Linked DNA regions of Mus musculus: region 2 is linked to region 1. A link is a contact called in public HiChIP or PLAC-seq data. All regions are on one chromosome and are shown on one strand. The core of a region is the stretch at or near the end of the contact, and the rest is flanking DNA. Distances in the headings are between cores, read along the strand shown.

Evidence for each region. HiChIP or PLAC-seq counts read pairs in DNA pulled down with a chosen protein or histone mark.
Region 2: a contact with region 1 is called in an H3K4me3 HiChIP or PLAC-seq map of bone marrow-derived macrophages, with 2.7 times the contacts expected there. The contact joins the promoter of Cacnb1 here to the enhancer-like site in region 1. A contact is called at or near these places in 6 of 39 promoter capture datasets (the C10 cell line, embryonic stem cells, hippocampal neurons and 3 more), 1 of 15 datasets of contacts at CTCF or cohesin (large pre-B cells), 5 of 484 Hi-C or Micro-C datasets (the N1E-115 cell line, bone marrow-derived macrophages, cerebral cortex and 2 more), 15 of 115 datasets of contacts at active chromatin or transcription factors (CD8 T cells, the SCID.adh cell line, T-cell acute lymphoblastic leukemia and 9 more) and 3 of 9 other capture datasets (adipose tissue, liver and pancreatic islet).

What each region holds. Positions count from the first base shown.
Region 1 is chr11:97,934,816-97,938,018 of GRCm38.p6, reverse strand. All of the region lies in intron 9 of Plxdc1 (plexin domain containing 1), which reads left to right. Among named protein-coding and RNA genes, the nearest start is that of Plxdc1, 50 kb to the left of the region's middle. Within about 2 kb of position 1,923, at least 43 of the 459 cell types and tissues checked have an H3K27ac peak or open chromatin away from gene starts, as enhancers often do. A contact at or near this core is called in the N1E-115 cell line, bone marrow-derived macrophages and pancreatic cancer cells, where this site is marked.
Region 2 is chr11:98,021,245-98,024,498 of GRCm38.p6, reverse strand. It overlaps Cacnb1 (calcium channel, voltage-dependent, beta 1 subunit), which reads left to right and starts at 1,872. Exons shown (of 14, transcript NM_001282977.1): 1 at 1,872-2,157. The coding sequence starts at 2,074. It also overlaps a transcript of Rpl19 not described here.

The DNA.
Region 1 (3,203 bases), core at 674-3,173:
TTTCCTGAAAACCAGGGGCATGGGCACTACAGGTATCCATGGTTACCCAGGCAGCTACAAAGCTTTGTTTGCTTGCTTTTGGAGGCTCCGGATATTCTGGATGAGATTCAGTTTTGTGGTTAAAGTTCTTAAACCCAACTTATCCTTGTTCTGAAATCATCTCCTTATAGATTAGACTCACAATTAAACCTCTGTTCTTCTAGCCAAGATAAATAAATGGTGGGAAAGTCTCTTTTGAGGATGATGGCTCTCCTGAGAGTGTGAAGCCCCACGAATTCCAAGAGCCTTTAAGGCCATCCTGAAAATGTCAGAACTGCAGGCTCCAGGTCTCTGTGCAGCTGTTGCACAGCTGTCAGCATCTCAACTGCTTCCTTCCAACATCCCAGAGCAGAAATAGAAGCTCTTGATCCTACAGCCTGCTGGCCTGGCACACTGGAGGCAAACCACCCATCAGGGAGCAGTGGGCATGGGATGCACAGGGGCTCAGCCTCCCTACTGTTCTTCCTTCCAGCTGTGCCCAGGATCTTTTTCTTGGGACCTCAGTTCCTTTACCCCATGAAAAGGCCAGCATTTGTGACTCGGGGAGGTGTGGGTGTGGCAGACACTGTTATGGCAGCTTCTGCAGTGCCAGGTAGCATTTTACCAAACACAACCAGGGCCCCTAAGAGGAAAGGCACAGAGCCCCAGAAGAAGTAGCTGGCCTAGCCCCTTAGCTGTCTTCCAGTTACTGCCTGTAGAGTGTGAGAACCACCTGCAAGGCTTGGTAAAAAGGCCAGCTGGGCTGGGTGTGGTGGTGTAGGCTTTTAATCCTAGCATGTAGGAGACAGAGGTAGGCCGATAGCTATGATATTTAAAGTCATCCTGATTTACATTGTGAGTTCCGGGACAGCCAAGGCTTCGTAGTGAGACCCTGTCTCAAAGAAACAAAACAAAGCAAGCCAGGTCAGGGCTGGAGAGGTGAGTCAGCTGTTACTAACACTGGCTGCTCTTTCAGAGGGACACTGTTCAAATCTCAGCCCTCATAGTAGCTAACCAGCTGCAATTCCAGCTCCAAGGATCTATCGCCCTCTTCTGACCTCTGCAGGCACTGCATGCTCATGGTACACAGATAATACATGCAGGCAAAACACCCAGATATGTTAAAAAAAATTTTTTTTAAGATAAATCTTAAAAAACAAAACAAAACAAAACAAAAAAACATCTGGTCTTAGTGGCACATGCCTATAATTCCAGCACTTGAGAGGAAGGTCATCTTTAGTTGTGTAGTGACTCTGAGACCAGCAGACAACAAAATGTGATCCTGAGAGACAAAGATCCCAAAAGCATCATTTTGGAGTGCTTCATCTCATACATTTTTCTTTCTTTCTTCATCTCATACATTTTCTTCCTTCCCTCTTTCCTTCCTTTCTTTACTTTCTCTTTCTCTCTATTTCTTCCTTTTTAAGATTTTATTTATTTTATGTATATGAGTACACTGTTGCTGTCTTCAGACACATCAGAAAAAAAGGCATCGGACCCCATTACATATGGTTGTGAGCCACCAAGTCACAACTGGGAATTGAACTCAGGACCTCTAGAAGAGCAGTCAGTGCTCTTAACCACTGAGCCATCTCTCCAGCCCCATTTTTTTTTAAAAAAGGTTTATTTATATTTTATATGTAGAGTTTATGTGTACTTTCATGCAGTGCCTAAGGAAGCCAGGGGATGTCGTTGGATCACTTGTAACTAGAGTGACAGGTGGTTGTGAGCTACCATGTGGGTACTGGGAATTGAACCCATATCCTTTGCAAGATCAGCCAGTACCCCTATCTCATGCATTTTTAAAGCTGAGGCATGTTTTCTGAGCCTTAGGGTGATGCCTGAGGTGACCTCACATGGTCCCTGGGATCCTGGGGCTCCTGCCAGGTATGACTCAGCATCCAACCCATGCTGAGTCATAGGGAAAAAAAATTAAAGACGGCTCCTGCAGACAAAGCAGTCTCTCCCTTCACCACCAACCCCAGTTAGTGGCCACACCCAACTTAGAGACAAGGCAGTGTAATGAGACCCGGAGTTCCCTGGTGTAAAGATGCTGGCCAGGTGGGGGAGTTTGGGGGCTCTGCTGGTGGGTTGTACCTCTGTTAAAGCAGAGATGCTCTATCAGAGGGTACAAGGGAGCAGAAACTACTCATTTCAGGCCGACACCCACAGCACCGTGGGCTCACTCCAGCCCCTGCTTCCCCCAGCCAGCTCTCTAAGAGCCTCAGCTCCAAATGAGAGTTAATCCTAGGTTCCTGAAAAGCCAGAGGCATACCTGTGAGTCTCTTCTCCCTCTCTTCCATTCCCCCACTCAGGGCCTCCCTTCCCTGCTGTGAGAAGAACAATCTCACTGACCATGCAGGTACCTTGTTTGTATTCTACAATTGTCCCGTTGATTCACAGAGGAGTCCAAGGGTGGCTTCAGCCCTGCAGTTGCTTAGTACTTCTCACCTCACCGTAACATCATGAGGGTCCCTGGGAATGGGTCTGGTGCGGTGGCTGACATTCAAGAGGCACTCAGTAAGGCCCGTTCTCACTCCCTTCTCTGAGACAGTGTTGGCTAGCTCGAGGCTTAACATGTGGTGCGGTTGAACCCAAACTGAAAACTTGGGGTTGTGGTGGGTTTTGGTTTTTTGGTTTTTGATTTGTTTATGCATATGAATGTTTTGCCTGAATGTAAGTCTGTGCACCGTGTACATGCCTGGAACCCTTGGAGGCCAGAAGAGGACACTGGATCCCCTGGAACTGGAGTTACAGAAAGTTGTGATTTTCCATGTAGTTGCTGGGGACAGAACCTTGGTCAACTTGCTGTATACACCAGGAGGGCCTTGAACTGATTCTTGGCCATACACTGCTGCAACCGCTATGGAGACTCAGACTATTCTGTTTGTTTGTTTTTCAAGACAGGGTTTCTCTGTGTAGCCTTGGCTGTCCTGGAACTCACTCTGTAGCCCAGGCTGGCCTCAAACTCAGATCCACCTTCCTCTGTCTCCAGAGCGCTGGAATTAAAGGCGTGCGCCACCACTGCCAGACCCAACCCAGTCTTAGAGGAATCCGCCAACATCACCAAAGAAGCCTGAGTTCCAGTCTCCAAAGTCCTCTTTGTCCTCCATCCCCTAAATAGTGGGCTAGGATATCATGAAAGCAGGAGTGACTGACCCAGCTCAGCCCCTGTGGATGGCCTC
Region 2 (3,254 bases), core at 623-3,122, 87 kb before region 1:
TCTTCTTCTTCTTCTTCTTCCTCTTCTTCTTCCTCTTCTTGTTTTTCGAGACAAGGTTTCTCTGTGTAGCCCTGACTGCCCTGGTTCTGGAACTCACTTTGTAGAAGACCAGGCTGTCCTCACTCTGCCTCCCAAGTGCTGGGATTAAAGGCGTGCACCACCACTGCCTGACTTCATCTTTTTTGTTTGTTTGTTTTTCGAGACAGGGTTTCTCTGTATAGTCCTGGCTGTCCTGGAACTCACTTTGTAGACCAGGCTAGCCTGGAACTCAGAAATCTGCCTGCCTCTGCCTCCCGAGTGCTGGGATTAAAGGCGTGCGCCACCATGACTGGCTCCGGCTTCATCTTCTTATCTCTCTGCTCTCTGAGCTGGATGGAGGAGGAAGAACTGGTCCTCTTGCCACAGATGGCTCCCATGCTGCTCATTAAGCACCCCCAGAAGCCCAGCCATCATTTTTTTGTTGTGGGACTTTTTTTGTTTGTTCATTCATGTTTTTTTTTAAGGTTTATTTTATTTATATGAGTTACTGTAGATGTCTTCAGACACATCAGAAGAGGGTATCAGAAGCCATTACAAACGGTTGTGAGCCAACATGTGGTTGCTGGGAATTGAACTCAGGACCTCTGGAAGAGCAAATAGCTAGTGCTCTTAACCACTGAGCCATTTCTCCAGCCTCCTTGTTCATTCATGTTTTGTGACAGGGTCTCTCTATGTAGCTAAGGCTGGCCTCAAACTCATGATGTGATCTAGGCTGGCCTCAAGCCCCCAACATGGCTGTACACCATCAGACCCAGCTTCTGGGCCTCTTACTGTTCTCTCATCTTGCCAAGAATTTCAGTGGGCAAAGATACCATAGTATTAGCAACACTGTAGGAAACAAAGAATGCTTGTTTGTTTATTTGAGACGGGGCTTCTCTATGTAGCCCAGGTTGTCCTGAGGGTCACTATGTAAATGAGGCTGACCTGCCTCTGTCTCCATAGTGTTGGGATTAAATGTGTGCTCCACCACTGCTTGGTGGAGGTCGACCCTTTTAGGATCCAATAACCAGCTGAGCCGGAGCCACAGTTCTGGGACATTTGTTCCTCAGTCAAGGATAAAGGAGAGAGACAACCCTAGGTCAACAGTCATGGTGTATAATTTTGAATAGCTCCTCCCCCCGTTTATACTTCCTCCTCTTCCCCTTCTCTTAGAAGCAACAGGGACTTGCCAAGCCTGACTCCTGGCCTTTTGGAAGAGCCTATGAGACCTCAGTAACTGATGAGGTCGAAGCATTCCTGGGTCCCTGGATAGCAATCCTAATGTCCCTGGTGGCCTTCTTTGGACACTCACCCCATCATCCAGGCCCGGCTGGGGCCAGTAGACCTAGAGCCCGGTTGGAGAGGGAGGTCTACTCAGCTAGTTTCATGGCGGCCTGGGCCTGACACTGGGGAGAAAGGAGTTAAAGGCAGGTCCCAGGATCACAGGGACCGGGAAGTTCCGGTGGCCCAAGCTAGAGTCGCTCAGGGAGACCAGCTGAGAGAGTAGTTTGGGACAGAAAGGGAGGCGGTACCAGTCATACCGAGCGGCGTTTCACCACCTCCCCACCCCCCCATCAACGCTTGGCACACACTGGTAAACGCCCCCCACCTCCATCCCAGCCTCAAGGCCGGTTTCCCCTTAGTCCCCTGCAGGCCGCCCTCATCCCAGTCTAATCGGAGGACAGCGATCGAGCCCCTCCACGTTCTGGAGGCCAGCGGGGCTACGCCACTCGGCCATTGTCTGCGCGCAGCCGGTTGAGGGGCTCGAGGGGCGGGGCCGCGGCGCGGGGCGGGAGCGAGGGAGGGGCGGGGGGAGATGCTGAACCTTCAGGGGCGGAGGCGGCGGCGGCGGCGACGGCGGCAGCGGCCGCAGAGAGCACAGCGCGAGCCGGGAGGGCAAGCAAGGCGGCGAGCGTGCAGCCGGAGGTCCAGCTGGGAGACTGCACCCGGTGCTGGCTGCGCGACGCCGCGCTGCTCTGGGCTCGGACGGCCTCTCCCATGCGCTGAGAGCGCCCGGCTGGGCTGGGAGGGCGGCCGGACCGGAGGATCCTCTCCATGGTCCAGAAGAGCGGCATGTCCCGGGGCCCTTACCCACCTTCCCAAGAGATCCCTATGGAGGTCTTCGACCCCAGCCCACAGGTAAGGCGAGGTGGCAAGCTCGAGGGAAAGGGCCGCTCCTACGGATCTTGGGGTCGGCTTGGAAAGCCCCGGGAAGGAAAGGGTTATATGCCCCGCGTGGATGGGAGAGGGGTGTCTGCGCGACCCTCCATTCTCGAGGGTTAATGATCGATGGACTATTGGTCCGAGTCGGGTTGCGGTGCTGCGGAGCGGAGAGGAGGCGGTTGGAATGCCTGTCAACCTCGCCTCCAGGTCTCCCCCGCGTCCAGGTTCCTGCTGCTGGGGTACTGGCTCCAGCAGGCTGACAGCGGGGATGCTGATGGGGGTTGGGGGGAATCCAGGCCTTGAGAAGCGGAGTTGGAGGGAGGCTGGAGAGCGAATCGGGCGAGGGGGGCGACGCAGAGCACGTTTAGGGGCGCTAGTGGGTGTGGGTGGGGCGGGGGTAATACTGGGAAAAGGCCTAGACGATGGTCAGAGGGCGTTGCCAACAGGCCTTCGAAGGCTCAGACATTGGCTTTCGAAGGTGGAGAAGAGATCAGCTCAGGGAGGCCCTCCCCTAGTCACCTGGTCTCCATCCCTGTCTTGGATGTTTCCCTACTCCCAACACCCACATTAGCTTACCCCACCCCCTGCCCCAAGGGGTGGGAGCCGCCAAAGTTTGGAAAGTTGGATGGGTGCCAACTCACTGTCTTGGAGTGGAGGTCGCTGTTTTACCTGGGGGAGGGGCGCTGCCCTCTAGCACGTTCACTTTTCCTATGTGCCTGGGTTATTCCTAGGTAGGGGCGTTCTTGGGCATACAAGGTCCCCCTAGAATGACCAGCAGGGCATGTGGTGGCCATGCCAGGGGATTTCTCTAGGACTTGTCCTTCTCCAAGGATAGCATTAACACTTGCATTGCTGTGGCCAGCCTGGAGCAACTGTAAGCAACATGATGTGGTTGATGGGTGTGTATGGGGGGGGGGGTCAGGTCAGACCTAAAAATACTTCGTCTCTCCACCCCAGGCCCCTTGGAGTCTGGGAGGCAGCTGACTGATGCCTTCCTTTCAGCTGTCCCCTGTCCCTCTGAAGGCCACTCCCTTTGCCCAGCTGGGGTGAGGTAGTGCTGTGAAAGAGTCTTG